3 separate regions of the Sus scrofa genome follow, and regions 1 and 3 are each linked to region 2. A link is a contact called in public HiChIP or PLAC-seq and promoter capture Hi-C data. All regions are on one chromosome and are shown on one strand. Each heading gives the region's core, a stretch centred on a gene start, on an enhancer-like site or on the middle of the called end of the contact. The rest is flanking DNA. Distances are from core to core; before and after follow the strand shown. Region 1 holds the start of SECTM1 (secreted and transmembrane protein 1). Region 2 holds the start of RFNG (beta-1,3-N-acetylglucosaminyltransferase radical fringe). Region 3 holds the start of CSNK1D (casein kinase I).

The links. Promoter capture Hi-C pulls out the DNA fragments that hold promoters and counts their contacts. HiChIP or PLAC-seq counts read pairs in DNA pulled down with a chosen protein or histone mark.
Region 1: a contact with region 2 is called in an H3K27ac HiChIP or PLAC-seq map of alveolar macrophages. The contact joins the promoter of SECTM1 here to the promoter of RFNG in region 2. A contact is called at or near these places in 1 of 5 promoter capture datasets (liver) and 1 of 2 datasets of contacts at active chromatin or transcription factors (alveolar macrophages).
Region 3: a contact with region 2 is called in a promoter capture Hi-C map of fetal skeletal muscle, with 3 times the contacts expected there. The contact joins the promoter of CSNK1D here to the promoter of RFNG in region 2. A contact is called at or near these places in 2 of 5 promoter capture datasets (fetal skeletal muscle and liver) and 1 of 2 datasets of contacts at active chromatin or transcription factors (alveolar macrophages).

The regions. Positions count from the first base shown.
Region 1 is chr12:727,343-731,903 of Sscrofa11.1, reverse strand. SECTM1 (secreted and transmembrane protein 1) reads right to left here and starts at 1,445. Exons shown (of 6, transcript XM_021066356.1): 1 at 1,198-1,445.
Region 2 is chr12:955,344-959,951 of Sscrofa11.1, reverse strand. RFNG (beta-1,3-N-acetylglucosaminyltransferase radical fringe) reads right to left here and starts at 2,823. Exons shown (of 8, transcript XM_021066394.1): 1 at 2,490-2,823; 2 at 1,910-1,958; 3 at 1,294-1,396; 4 at 1,042-1,195; 5 at 703-791; 6 at 451-616; 7 at 1-83. The coding sequence starts at 2,777. It overlaps GPS1 (COP9 signalosome complex subunit 1), which reads left to right and starts at 1,529. Exons shown (of 14, transcript XM_021066389.1): 1 at 1,529-1,638; 2 at 3,832-3,924; 3 at 4,446-4,608. The coding sequence starts at 3,847.
Region 3 is chr12:766,973-771,390 of Sscrofa11.1, reverse strand. CSNK1D (casein kinase I) reads right to left here and starts at 2,535. Exons shown (of 10, transcript XM_021066360.1): 1 at 2,123-2,535. The coding sequence starts at 2,198.

The sequences.
Region 1 (4,561 bases), core at 196-2,695, 230 kb after region 2:
ACTGCTGGGGTCTGTGCGGCCACTGGGGAGCTGCTCACATTTGGGAGCCAGCGAAACACCTCAGAAAGTGTGTGCAGTGGCCAGCACCTTTTCTGCTGTGAGACCTCGGGAAACTGAGGCAGCAGGTTGTGGAAGGGAGGGTGTCGCCTGGCCAGGTCTGCAGGGGCCCTGCATCGTCAGGGATCTCCACGCCCACAGCACCCGAGGGCAGCTGGCACAGCTTTCCCACCTGCTGCAGCGGCTCCAGGAACACCCACCTGGATGCACCTGGGTGTTTACGTGGGAGGGGGAGCTCGGCGCTGATCACCGTGCAGGGATGTGACCTACCGGCTCCAGAAGACAGAGCCCCAACCCCGGCTCAGAGGGAGAAAGGCCCCAGTCTGGGGCACCCCTACCCAGCCGGGTCCCTGCTGGGCAGTTAGAGTCCTCCGGGCCTGGGGCCCGAGCCTGCAAACCCTTCCCACTGCACAGCTCAGCACCCGCTGTGCCTCTGCTCCGGGACACAGACACCTCCCCTGAGAATCCTCCTCCTTCGCACCCGCGGGCCCCCCCTCCGGCGGCCCCAGCACCTCCCACTCCCTTCACAACCTCGGGCCCCAGGGACAGGGGCCTCCAGGGGCCCCGGGGTTTTCAAACTGCAGATCATTAACCAGTAGTGGGTGTTGAATTGAATTTCGCAGTTGTTGCTGCGGTCAAACCAAAAATGAAAGCTGAGCAAGGACAGGGGCCGTCGAGTGCCTTCCCCTCACCTTCGGGGGAGGGGGCTGGGATTTTATTGCTTTATGAGTGTTTGTGAGTAAATAAGCTGTGGCTGTGAGTGTCCACGTGTGCGTGCGTGTGTGTCCCTGTGAGTGCACATAAGTGTGAGTTTGTGCCCGCGAGTGTGAGAACCGCCGTGCTGGGTCGGGACCGGTCTGGGGCAGGAGGGGCTCTGTCCTGAGCGCTGGGCGCCCTAACCCGAGATGCCACCTCCCGGCCCCTCTGAGAGCCGAGCCTGGGGGCGCCCTGCAGAGACTCAGTCCCCGCCGCCTCGAGAGCCCCTGGCCCCTTGCCTCCCGCGGCGCGCAACCTGCGCCTCGGCCCCTGCGCGCCGACACCCTGGCAAGAGGCGGCGGGGGCGGGTCGAGGAGCTCGGCGCCCCGCTTTCTCCACCCCGGCGCGAACCCACACGCCCCGAGCTGCCCGCGCGCCCCTTGCCTGCGACTCCGCTCCGCTCCCCCGCGCGCCTCGCCTGCGACTCCGCTCCGCTCCCGCGCGGCTTCTCCACGCCCTCGGCCGCCGCTCCTCGGTTCGCCGGGTGAGAAAATCCCAGGGCGGAGCCTGCGGAGGAGGCGGAGGAAAGGCGGCGGATCCAGGATGGGCAGGAGGTGCAGCACTTGGTCCGGGATTCGGAAAGGAGTTCCCGTCGTGGCGCAGTGGTTAGCGACACCGACTAGCAACCATGAGGTTGCGGGTCCCATCCCTGGCTTCGCTCAGCGGGTTAAGGATCCCGCGTTGCCGTGAGCTGCGGTGTAGGTCGCAGATGCGGCTTGGATCCCGCGTGGCTGTGGCCGTGGTGTAGGCCAGTGGCTACAGCTCCGAGCTGCGGTGTAGGTCGCAGATGCGGCTTGGATCCCGCGTGGCTGTGGCTCTGGTGTAGGCCAGTGGCTACAGCTCGGATTAGACCCCTAGCCTAGGAACCTCCATATGCCTCTGGAGCGGCCCTAGAAAAGGCAAAAAGACCAAAAAAAAAAAAAGGGAAACCCCAAGTTATGGGAAGTCACTCAAAAAGAGCTTCGGAACTGCCCTGAAGTGATGGGAAACGCCTGTGGTTTTCTTGGTAGTGAATCCCTCACCGCAATTTAATTAGAAGCATTGCATTAGATGGTCATTCTGAAGAAAACTGCAGGAAATGGTTTTTCAGGAGCCCCCGTCCCTGGAGGTCGAAGCTCTAGCTCCTCGGAAAGGATGCGCCTCTTTCTGCGGGCAGGAGCCAGGTGGGTTCACTTCCCTGCGTGGACTGGGGGACCTCCAGTCCCCTCCTGTGTGCCGCGCCCACACAGGGCAGAGCCACCGGCTGAGAATCCATTGGGTCTATGGGGGGCCGGGCAGGGCGAGGGAGCGGGATGGCAGCCACGGTGAGGGGTTAAGAGGGTGCGGGGGGGGGGGTCCTCCCGGCTCCCTCCCCACTGAGGGACCCACGGGGTGGGCGTGGAGACGCCTTGGGGACGCACCGGTGTGAGCGCGTTTCCAGAGGGTGGAGGCTGCTGGGTGCTGACCTGGGAGAAGCGTGGAAGCCGGAGTTCATTGCAGGGTCTGTGCAGTTTTCTGTACACACGGGTCTGGTGCTTATTATAAAACCACTAGGATAAGTTTCTCTTTGACCCTCTGAGCGGGGCAAGGGGATACCTGCGAGCTACACAGATGTGGAAGGATGGGGGTGCGGGAGTCACTCCTGTTCACCTCTAGGCCCTGTTCCCCAGGTTGCTGCAGGGAAGCAGGCGTCCTGGACTTGAACCTGCACCCTGGGTCCACGTCCAGCCTCCCCAGCTCTCGGGGAATCGCCAGCCCAGCCAGCTTCACTGCTGACTAGGAGTTGGCTGCTGGTCCTTCGCCCATTCGTTATCACTCCCCGCTGGCCAGCCTGCGTAGCCTCTCTAAGCTCCGTCTTCCCTGTGGCAGAGCAGCCGGCCAGGTGCAGACGCGGCCACGGAGCCTCCAGTCAAGGGCGACAAGGGGTCACGTGCCGGGCGGGGCCCGGCTTCCCCAGGAGGAGACCTAGAGGTCGCCATGTCGTGGGTGGGGGCCAGAGAGGGGGTTTGTCCCCTCCAGAGTGGGACTGACATCGGGGAGACGGTACTGAGCGGCGGCTTGAGGCGAGATCTTGATTCTCTGCTCAGGAATGGAGCCTGGGCAGCCTGGGAGGAAACCGGGAATTAAAGCCCCGAGACCCCTGGGGGCTGGAAGCAAAAAGCAGGTTGCCCGATTCTTAGCCTTCTGAAAGCAAGGGTGTTGCAAGGAGGAGGAGACGGTGAAAACAGGCACAAAGTTTATGGGGATCGGGAGGGCATCGGGAGGGCACACGCCGGGGGAGCAGGGGAGCGGAAGCCCAAGAGCGCACGCAGAGCGAGTGTGGACGCCCCATGGTGGGGAGCCGCCAAGGGACGTGGGGCAGGCCTTCCGCGTGGTTGTTTTTCTCTGGCCACTTATCTTGCTTTATTTCTCACACCTGACCACACCCAGGGCCTCACCTGTGCATCTTTTCGCCCAGGTGGATTCCAGCCCGGGGTGGGGGGTATCAGGGGGGGCTAACTCATCCTGGGCTGGCACCCTCCCTTGTGACCCCAGGCACCTGTCTGCGCATGTGTTGTTGGAGCGGTCTGTCTCTGCTCCAGCAGAGCCTGGCGCCTGCTGTTTGCTTTTTCCTTAAAGTGTCAGAGAGAAGCCAGGGCCAGTGCACTCGGCTGACAAGTGGCAGCTGCTCTCAGCCCAGGGCCCCTCATCAGCCCTGGAAGGCAGGGGGGTGGGGGGGTGGCGGGTCTGGAGGTCAGGGGTTGAGCGGGGTGTCCGAGGCAGGGTGGGGAAGGCTCAGAGGTGTACAGAGGAGGAGTTCCCATCGTGGCTCAGCGGTTAGCGACCGACTAGATCCCTGGCCTCACTCAATGGGTTATGGATCCAGCGTTGCCATGAGCTGTAGTGTAGATTGCAGCTGAGGCTCTGATCCTGTGTGGCTGTGGCTGTGGCTGTGGTGTGGGCTGATGGCTACAGCTCCAATTCGACCTCTAGTCTCAGAACCTCCATATGCCACAGAGGCGGCCCTAAAAAGACAAAAAGACCAAAAAAAGAAGGGTACAGAGGAGGCAGAGCCCACAGATCTTGGTGGTTTAGGGGTGGGGAGAGGAGTGCCAGCTGGGCATGTGGCCTTCTCCTTCCACTAGAATCCAAGGTGACACGCTGGCCAAGTGTGGGGTGGAGAAAGGGACGAGGTGGTCCCCAGGCTGTGGGCCCACAGGTGGCAAGTCCTCGTCGGGCACAAGGCTAAGGGTGCTGGGTGCTGGGGCTAAGGGTGCTGAGTGGGTGATGCCCCACGTTGCTGAAACGAGAGGTGAATGCAGAACTGAGTCTGGGGGACCCTTGAATTGTGGGTGTGGCAGAGGAAAGGCCCAGACGGGATAGGGCAGAACCTTCCAGCTGCCCCACAGGTGGAGCATCTAGAACCAGGTGGGCAGGCAGGACAGAGTCCCTACACCAGGACGTGGTAAAGGAGTGACTTTTGTGACTTTTGCCCAGTGGGCAAATAAAGCACAAATCCAGTCGTCCTCGCGGGACGATGGCACCAAGTCACTGTGACATCCAGCCCCCAGAGGGGCGCAGAGGCCAGGGCCCCAGACCCCACCCTGCCCCGAGGGCTGTAAGGGAGCAGGACCCTGGGGACCCTGGCTCAGGTCCTCCACCTCCGTTTGTTTATAGAAAAACCTCAGTCAAAGAATCAATTTAATCAGAGAAATGAGAAAATATAGAGAAGGAGGAAAACAGTCTTTTAGTCATTCAACAAAGTCAAGAACCTTGAGTTCTTCCCCAA
Region 2 (4,608 bases), core at 1,574-4,073:
GTGGGGTCCTGCTGCAGGCTGAAGCCCCCGGCCACGTTCACCACGTTGTGCGGGTTCTCAGGGCCCCCATAGCTCAAAGTGACCTGGGAGAAGGGACGGCGTCACGCTCGGGGCCAGCATCTCCCACCGCGCCGTGTTCTCCACGGGAGAGGCCGCCTGGCCTCCCCAGCGTCCCCGGGGTCAGCTCAGGAACAGCATGGAAGGGCCGGAGGTGTGGCCAGCACAGATGACACCCCAGGGAGGCGGCTGGCGCCCGTCCCCAACCCCCTGCGCGAAGCTGCTCCCCTCTCCAGGCCGGGTCTGTGACAGCTGGGGCCCCTGGGAAAGCCCAGTGGCTCCCTTTACAGAGGCGCCCCCACGTGAGCCCCGGACCCCGAGTCCATGGCAGTTGTGCCTCGGTGCTGTGACCCGTCAGGGAGCCAGGTGCGGGCAGGGGCCCAGCACGCCTACCTGCTGGAGCAGGGTGTCGGGCGGCAGCCTCGGGAGGTTCTCCAGGTGGGAGTGGAAGAGGGGGCTGCGCAACAGGCGCGCGCCCAGCAGCCCCTCCACGATGTAGCCCACGGTGCAGTCGTCTGGCAGCCGCACCCGCTCAGCTGTGCTCATGAAGCTGCCCAGGCTGGGAGCCGAGGGGGTCTGGTCAGCGCCTGCCCAGCCCTGGGCACCCCCTCCCAGGCAGCCAGGCCCCAAGAGGTCCCCCCTCACCTGGCCCAGGGGCTCATCTTGAGGGCAAGGCCTCTGCTCAGGCAGAACCCGGCCCCCCCAGTAGCGAACCAGAACTTGACCGAGGTCACCTGGGGAGGAGGGGCCGCGATCAGAGCTCCTCGCCCTGCACACCCCGAGGCCTGTTCTTCAGCCACCCATCGGGGCTCTCCGGCCAGGTGGCCAAAGCTCCCTGGGCGCAATGGGTGGGGGTGCCCACGATCGCCTGTGGCTTCGGCCCCTCCCACGGCTCCCCCTCACTGGCCTCAGCTCTGGACACGTGGGTGGGACACCTGCTGGGGTCTCCCCTCTCTGCTTTGCCTCCCCGGCCCCGGCACTCACGGTTCCACCTCCCTGGACCCTCTCGGTAGCCTCGATGGGGTGGTCCAGGCTGGGCCGCCCCAGGTAGACGTCTTGGCTGGGCGAGAAGCTGGACAGCAGGTGCAGCAGGCCATCGGGGTTCACGTAGTTGTCGTCATCCACGTGGCAGAACCACCTGGAGGGGTGTGCAGAAACCTGCAGTGAGCCCGGACCAGGGGGCGCGCCCGGCATTGGCCCTGGGCTTGCAGGAGACAGGGCGCGGCCACCACGTACTTGCGTCCAGACTCGATGAACTTGTCATATTCCACTGCCATCTTGCAGCACAGAGCCTGGCGGGTGTGCACGGCTGAGCAGTTGGTGTTGACAACGTGGCTGCCTGCGGTGGGAGGAGGAGAAGAGCGAGTGCCAGGGAAGTCTGTGGCCAGTGTACCCACCCCGCTGAAGTCAGGCAAGATGTGGCTAGCTGGCGACGCAAGGTCTGTCCGCTCGAGGCCCTGACGTCGGAGCCGATCACAGCCCTGTCCCGGCCTCGCTCGGCTGACTCTGTTGCTGCTGTCGAGACAGATAACCTCCTCCTGGAATCTCACGAGAGAAAACCTGCCAGGGAGCAGGACTGAGGTGGGCAGGCCCGGAAGGGAGGGCTCCCTGCTGGCCCTCCTGTAGGGGGCGTGGTTGAGGGAGGCAGAGCAGGGCTGGGGCCTGGGGCCCTGGATGCGGGGCCAGCGGTGGGTGGGCATCGGGGCTCTGTCCTCCACCAGCTGTGTGGCCCTGAGCAGGTGCCTTCCCCCCCCCCCCCCCCCCCCCGTACACAGCATAGGGCCGGGTGGCCCTGGACCGAGAGACAGCTGAGGAGGCAGCTAGCAGGGCGGGACGGGACGGGGGCACTCACCACCCTGGAGCTGCAACTCGGGGTCGTCCCCATCAGTAAAGATGAATGTCTGGAAAGAGAGTTGTGAGGAGTCAAGGGGCACCCCCTGGGGACCCCAAGGTCTGGCAGGGCCTTGGCTTGAAGCCGCAGAAGCACAAGTGGCTGGGCCTGGGCTTGGGCAGATCAGAGAGGAGAGCAGAGCAGCCTGCCGGTACCCTCAGCGTCCCCAGCAATGTTGGGGTGGCCCTGCTCTTGCCAGGCATGTTTCAGGGGTCTCAGCCCAGGGTCAGCTGGGAGAACTCATGCGAGCCTGGAATCTGGGAGGGTGGGTGCTGGGGGTGCCCGTCCATTCCCCACGTACTCGGGGCTTGGGGCCTGACGGCCACGCTGGGGACACAGCGGTGGGGAAGGGATCCGGGGTGGGGTTCAGGGAGGGATGCCAGTTTAGAGATGAGGGAGCGGAGTCCAAAGGCGGTGGAGGTCCTGGGAAGCCAGCGGTGCGGGATCCCAAAGGCAGGCATCTGGGGAGCGGGGATCTCGGGGCGTGGGAGGGTGCGGGGCGGGAATCCCGAAGTCTGCGGGGCCCCGGAGCGGGACCCACCTGCTGTCGGGCCCGGGAGATCCAGGTGCGCAGCAGCAGCCCCAGGCGCGGCCCGTGGTTCTTTCGGGTGGTCTTGACCGCGATGAAGATGTCGTCGGGCCGCAGTCGGGGGGCCGCGGCGGGCCGGGCAGGGGGCGCGCGCGAGTCAGGGCCCGGGGCCCGGGCCCGTGTCGGGGCCGCCGCGGGCGCGGACGCGCGGGGGAGCGGCAGCGGCAGCAGCAGCAGCGCGGCCAGGGCCGCGGCCAGCGCGAGGCAGGCCCGGCAGAGCGCCCCCCGCGCGCGGCTCATACGACCGCGGGACCCGCGGGCACTGCCCAGCCAGCGCGGCGCGGCCCCTTTAAGAGCCGCCCCGCCCGAGCCGCGACCCGGAAGCGGCAGCCGCGCTGCCCCGGAAGTGGACGGCGCGCCGCGGCGGGGTTGGCGAAGATGCCGCTGCCGGTTCAGGTGTTTAACTTGCAGGTAACGAGCCGCGGCCGGCGGCCCCTCCGCGCCCCCGCCGCCGGGCCGGAGGGGGGCCGGCCGTGCGCGCCCCCCGCGCGGCGTTCTCCCCGCGCCCGGGCTCCGGCCGCAGCGTCCCGCCCGTCGGCCCCGGCAGCCCGGCAGGCCCGGCAGGCCCGGCAGGCCCGGCGCGCTAACGCTCTTTCTCCTTCAGCAGCCAGCCAGCTCTGTGTCAGGGTCGGGGGGTGCAGAGAGTCAGGACAGAATGCGGGGTGGCCCGGCCCCCCGTGCGGCCGCGTCGTCAGTGGCAGATGTGCACTGCGCCCCTCCCAGCGGTAGGTCAGAGCTCTTCCTGCCGGGCACGGCCGGGGACTTCAGCCTGAGCGCCAGCCTGTCGGCCTGTACGCTGCTTTATGAGGTACCTTCCAGGACGGGGGCCGGGACCAGCCCGCCCGCCCACCGAGCGCGGGCCGCGCAGGGCGCCCGGGCGCCCCCCTCCCGCCTCCGGCCGCGGCCGGCCCCCGGCGGGCGTCGCCGGGTGCCGCTGCTCCCGCTGCTCGGATGCGCCCGATCGAGGCCGCCCAGGGTCCTCCCCGTGGCTCGGAGGAGGCTGCGTCAGGACGGTGGCCGGGAGCGTGTAGGGACCCTCGGGGGACCCTGGGAAGCGGTCCTCCGGCGTCCGGTTCCCGCCCCGGAGATAGGCTGTCACAGTCGGGCGGGGTTCTGCTCCTGAGCGCCGGTCTCGCCGGGAGCCCCCTCCCTGATGTGGCGGCGCTGGACGTGGCGGGCAGTGGGGAGGGGCCTGTCTGGAGCCGGGTTAGAGCTGAGCTGGGGCACAGTGAGGGTCTCTCGCTCTCCCTGGGCATCCCCCACTAGAGGTGCCAAGGTGCCGCCCGTGTTGCAGGGGGCGGTGGAGCCCATGCAGATTGACGTGGATCCCCAGGAGGACCCGCAGAACGCACCCGATGTCAACTATGTCGTGGAGAACCCCACCCTGGTAGGGAGCCTTGCAGCCGCTCCTAGGGGATCAGTGGGTTTGTTGGGGTGTCAGTCTTGCTGTGAGGGCTGGGCTAGGGCTCCCCACGCCGACCACGTCTTTTTCTGACCTGGAAACCTCTCGGGTTTCGGTTGCTCATTTCTGATGGGTTGCTAGTCCGCTCCAGACCTTTCATCTGCTCCCCCCCCCACGGAGGAGCCCTGGGTGCCAGGCTGCGCTTTGGTCATCTCACTGCAAGGACACGTCTTCTTTGGGGCCCAGCCTGTGAAGCTCGGTCTCCTCACTGCTCAGCCTGGTGACTGGCAGTCTGGGCGGGTGCCCACGTGCCTCCGGCCGTTCACCCCGGGCCAGAGCTTTACCCCGGAGGCCCCTTCACCGGCCCGTTCCCAGCGGCCTCTCCTCAGCCCCTGGACGGTCGGCGATTTGTTTGGTGCCCCCACGCCACTGCTCCCGACCACTGGCTGGGGCTTGGGGTCTGGGGTCCCAGCCTGGGGGACGAGCACTCTGCCCCCTGCCCCCAGGATCTGGAGCAGTATGCGGCCAGCTACAGCGGCCTGATGCGCATCGAGCGGCTGCAGTTCATCGCCGACCACTGCCCCCCGCTGCGGGCGGAGGCCCTGAAGATGGCCCTCTCCTTCGTGCAGCGGACCTTCAACGTGGACATGTACGAGGAGATCCACCGCA
Region 3 (4,418 bases), core at 1,286-3,785, 190 kb after region 2:
AACAAGCTTTCTTTCCTCCCACCTCAAATACCTGAAAGCACCAGAAAGTCTCAGGTGGAAATTCAGGACCCCAAACCCCAGGCCTAAAGACAAGGTGAACCTACCTGGAGGAGTCAGGAGCCTTCTGACACTAGGGCGAAGGGACAGTACTAGGCGTGGTTTTAACTGTCACGCCAGGATACGGAGAACATACTGATTTTTAAGATGAGGACCCAATTCCTTACCTAATTAGTCTCCTAACAAACAGAAAACACCCGTGATATAGACAACTCACTCCATCACGTGGTCTTCGTGGCGGATCTGCCCTCTTCCACCCTTAACCACAGTATATGTGAGCTTCCTCAGACCCGCCTTCCCGCTACATCTTAATCTAACGAGACCACTTTGCGGCTCTTCTGTGGGGTCGCAGGCAGCCTGAAGGGACCACCATATGGGACAAGAGCCAACGGTGACAGAAAATAAATCAGTTGTGCGAACGCCACACAAGTCAGTCAAAGTCTATTCCAATAGGTGGGCCTCACGGCACGCCTGACGGGGGTTCCCGAGCCTCAGGTCCGGCCCTCTTAGAGTCAAGGTGGAGGAGACTGAGGACAGACCCCTCTGAGGCCGGCAAGCCCGATCTGTATCAAGCACCACTGGTGCGTCCATCACAAGGTGAGGCCCGGAGGACACAGCTGGGGACAGGCCTTCGGTGTCTCCCACGAAGCTCCCATATTGGTGAATGTCTTGGTCACAACATTCCTCCACTTGAGCGTCCAAAAGCAGCTTCAGAAAGCAGCCGTCTGGCAAAGTCTCAGAAAGGAGAACAAAAAGCTTCAAAATATCTTTTTCTTATCTGTGGAAAGGCGGCTAATGGATCGGTTCTGGAGTACAGCTCCTAGATCCTAGGTTAAAACTTTTGCCAAAATCTATTGTTCTATAAATAAGGCAAACAGCTTGCATTTACCCAGCGCTTCGCCTCCAAAACCCTGCTGAGAAGGCAGCTCCCGACGACTGGACATAAATATTTAAGTAGTAAAATGCAAGTGTCTCTGAAGTGTATCCTACTTGGAGAGCAGCGCACATGCTGGAGGGACAGGTACCCTGTGGGGTAAGGGTACCAAAAGCAGTTCCCAACTCCCTCAGTGGGGGCTCCTCTTACACACCAGCCCACCGAGGTCGCGCACCCGCTCCAGGTAACGAGAGCCCAGGATGGGGCGGGGAGCTCGCACACTTGGGACCATCTGAAAGGCATAACCAGGAGCATCAGGGACCCTCGGCGACAAGCGCAGCAGCCGAACGGAAGCCCCGGGGCGGGCTGCGCCACGGGCGCATGTTTACCCCGAACTTGCGCAACGACAGTCCCGCCGCACAGCAGGCGTGCCGGGCTGGGCAGCCCCGACGCGGGGGTGGCAGCGAGTGGCCCACAGTTCCTCCGAGGAATGCCGCTGAGTTCTGTTTAAACTTCCAACTTTAAGATCCAAGCCCACCCTCTAGCACACGGGTGTATCCGAGCCTTCTTGCGCTGGAGACCTCAAACAATCCGGGACATTCTAACCCCAGGTTTTCCCGTCTACCCCGAGAACTTTCGCAGCAAAGGACAAGCTCCGGGTAGCGCTGCGCCACTCGACCTGCCTCTACTTCAGCCCACGCCTAAACGCTGACTTCGTCCTGGGTCGCCTGAGCGTCGTTCTGGTTGACGGCCAGGGACAGAGGCTGCAACTTGGAGGCGCAACACGTACCCCACCACCGCCCGACGGGCCCCCCGCGCGGCCCCGCGCTGCACCTGCGCTCCGCGGCCGGAGGGGCTGGGCACCGCCAGGGGCAGCGCGCAAGCCTCACCTCGTCTCGTGCCCGGCCGCAGGGCGCAGGACGCGGGCCCGCACGCCCGCCGACCGCTTTGTCGCCTGCGGGGTCGCCGGCCGTCCCGGAGGCCGCGGGCAGGCTGGGGCGGCTGCCCCGGGGCGCGGGTCGGGGGGGCCGCAGGCTCCCGCCCGGGGAGCTGAGCGGCGCGAGCCGTGAGGGCCCCGGGGCGAGTCAGGGGTCCGGCCGCCGGGGGCGGGGTCGCCGGGGCGGCGGCCGGAGCGGAGCCCGGCGGCCGGGCGCCGGTTTGGGGGCCGCGCCCGGGGGAGGGGCGCCTCACCGAGATAGATGTCTCCGAAGGACCCGCTGCCGATCTTCCGGCCCAGCCGGTACCTGTTCCCCACTCTGAGCTCCATGGCGGCGGCGGCCCGGCTCGCTCCTGCCCTCCCGGCCGCTTCCTGGGTCTGAGCTCGGGGAGGCGGCGCCGCTGCTGCCGCTACTGCGGGTCCGGCTGCCGGCTCCGCCCCCCTCACGGCCCCGCTTTCACCATCGCTTTCCGGCCGCCCTGCCGCTCCCAGCGCCTCAATACGGGGCGGATGGGACAGTCCGGGCGCCGCCGCCCCTGCTCCGGCCTCCGCCAACCCCGTTCGCCCTCTCCCCGCCGCGGATGGACTCGGATCTCCCGGGCCTAAATCCCCCTTCAGGGGCCTGAAGGAGCCGCCGCCATCGCGCTGTGACGTCACTTCCCCTAGCAACCCGGCGGGGCGGGGCCGCGGCTCCAAGCGACGGCCGGGGCGGGGCGATCGCGACCGCGGGGCGGGGCCTGGGGGCGGGCCTGCGCAGCTCTAGGGGTAGGGACCGCGTTCTCCCGATCCACTGACGCACCCGGCCAGGCACCTCCCCCCGCTCCTTGCCCCCTGCCTCTGGCAGCAGCCCAGGGCCCAGAGCCCCTCGCCTGGACCCCTTCCGCCGGCAGGATCTATGGGCTCGTGCAGGATTCCCTGCAGCTGTCTGGGAAGCCAGCGTTTCCTTGCTGCAGGCCTGGGACAGGCTCCCAGGCAGTGCCCTATAGGGGGGGGTAGGCACCTCCCTGCACCGGCACCTGCAGGGAGTAATATGCTCCCTCCACTAGGTGCTAGGTACGCTTTTTTGTTGGGTGCCAACAGCCTCAGTAGTGTCCCAGCTCACACGGACTCAAAGCTGACACCCAGCCTGTGCCTGACACACAGTGGAAAATATATAGACATATATAGAGAGAGATTTCATGGCCACACCAGCGGCATATGGAAGTTTCCCAGCAAGGGATTGAATCTAAATGGTAGCTGTGACCTACACGGCCATACCAGATCCTTTACGCCGCTGCAGCAGGCTGGGCATCCAACCAGCCACCTCCACAGCCACCGGAGCCACTGCGGTGGGCTGCTTAACCCACACCGCCATTGCGAGAACTCCACAATGCGCCCATTCAGAGTGTGCGAGTCAATGGTTTTAGCACGTAGCAACCATCGTCACAGTCAACTTCACTTTTCCATCACCCCAAAGAGAAGCCTCCACCCCACAGTCATGCCCCAGGCCCACGCATGAACAAAGTGCTGTGCTCTGAGGTCGCAGGGCCTGGCTGCAGACCTTCGCATTTTCTCGTGTCCTGAAAGCACGCTCCTCCCTTCTCCCGTTCAGGCCCTTCGGGGAGGGAGCTTGGTGTGTGTGCATGTGTCTGTTGGGCCTGGTGGGGGCTGGGAGCTGCTGGGGTCCCCCCGCTGCTGCTGCTGTCACAGTGGCCTCGCACCTCCCGGCCACTGCTTCCATTCTCTTTCCTCCTCTGGCTTCTGGTAGTTTCTGCCACTGAGCTCCCGTGACCTCCCTCTGTGCCTCTTCAGCTAACTGGCTGGTCCTGGTCGGCCAGTTCTTTGTCTGCAGGGAGTCACAGGTCACTGGCAAGAGCCAAATGATGGGGCAGGGGTGGGGTCATTTGCATAAATTGTGACCACCGGATTCATAAATTTTTTAAAGTTATACTCCATTTGTAGTTATTATAAAATATTGGCTACGTTCTCTGTCTTGTACAGTATATCCTTACAGCTTATTTTGTAGATACCTGTTTATACCTCTTAATGGCGCCTATCTATCTTTCTTGCTTTCCGTGGCAGAGCTTCAGACAGCTGCAACGGTGCTGTGCTGCGTGCCCGCGTCTTGCTATTTCTGTGTCTTGACTCTGTAACCTAGACAGTGGAGAAGCCCGCAGGCACAGGGGAGGGGGCGCCCAGAAGGCGCCGTCAGATGGGCCCGCCCAGGGCAAGAGGATGGCTTTGTCCTCGTCCCTGGTGGGGCCACAGGTGCCCAGGCTCCTCTTCTGGCACATGTGACATGGGAGGGGACATGGGCCAGAGCCCAGGAGTCCGAGAGGAAGAGCTGCCAGAGGAGGCAGTGCGAACACCTGGCCCCCACACGCCACAGAGAAAACCAACAGAGATGTGCACACACACACACACACACACACACACGCAAAGGAATCCTTGCAGCCGAACTAGAAAAATGTCAGCCAGTGACCGGAGGGAGAGGCCACCATTGATGAACACCTGGACGTGCAGGCAGAAGGACCACCTCACCACAGAGGGAAAGCGCCAGGATGCCAGGCA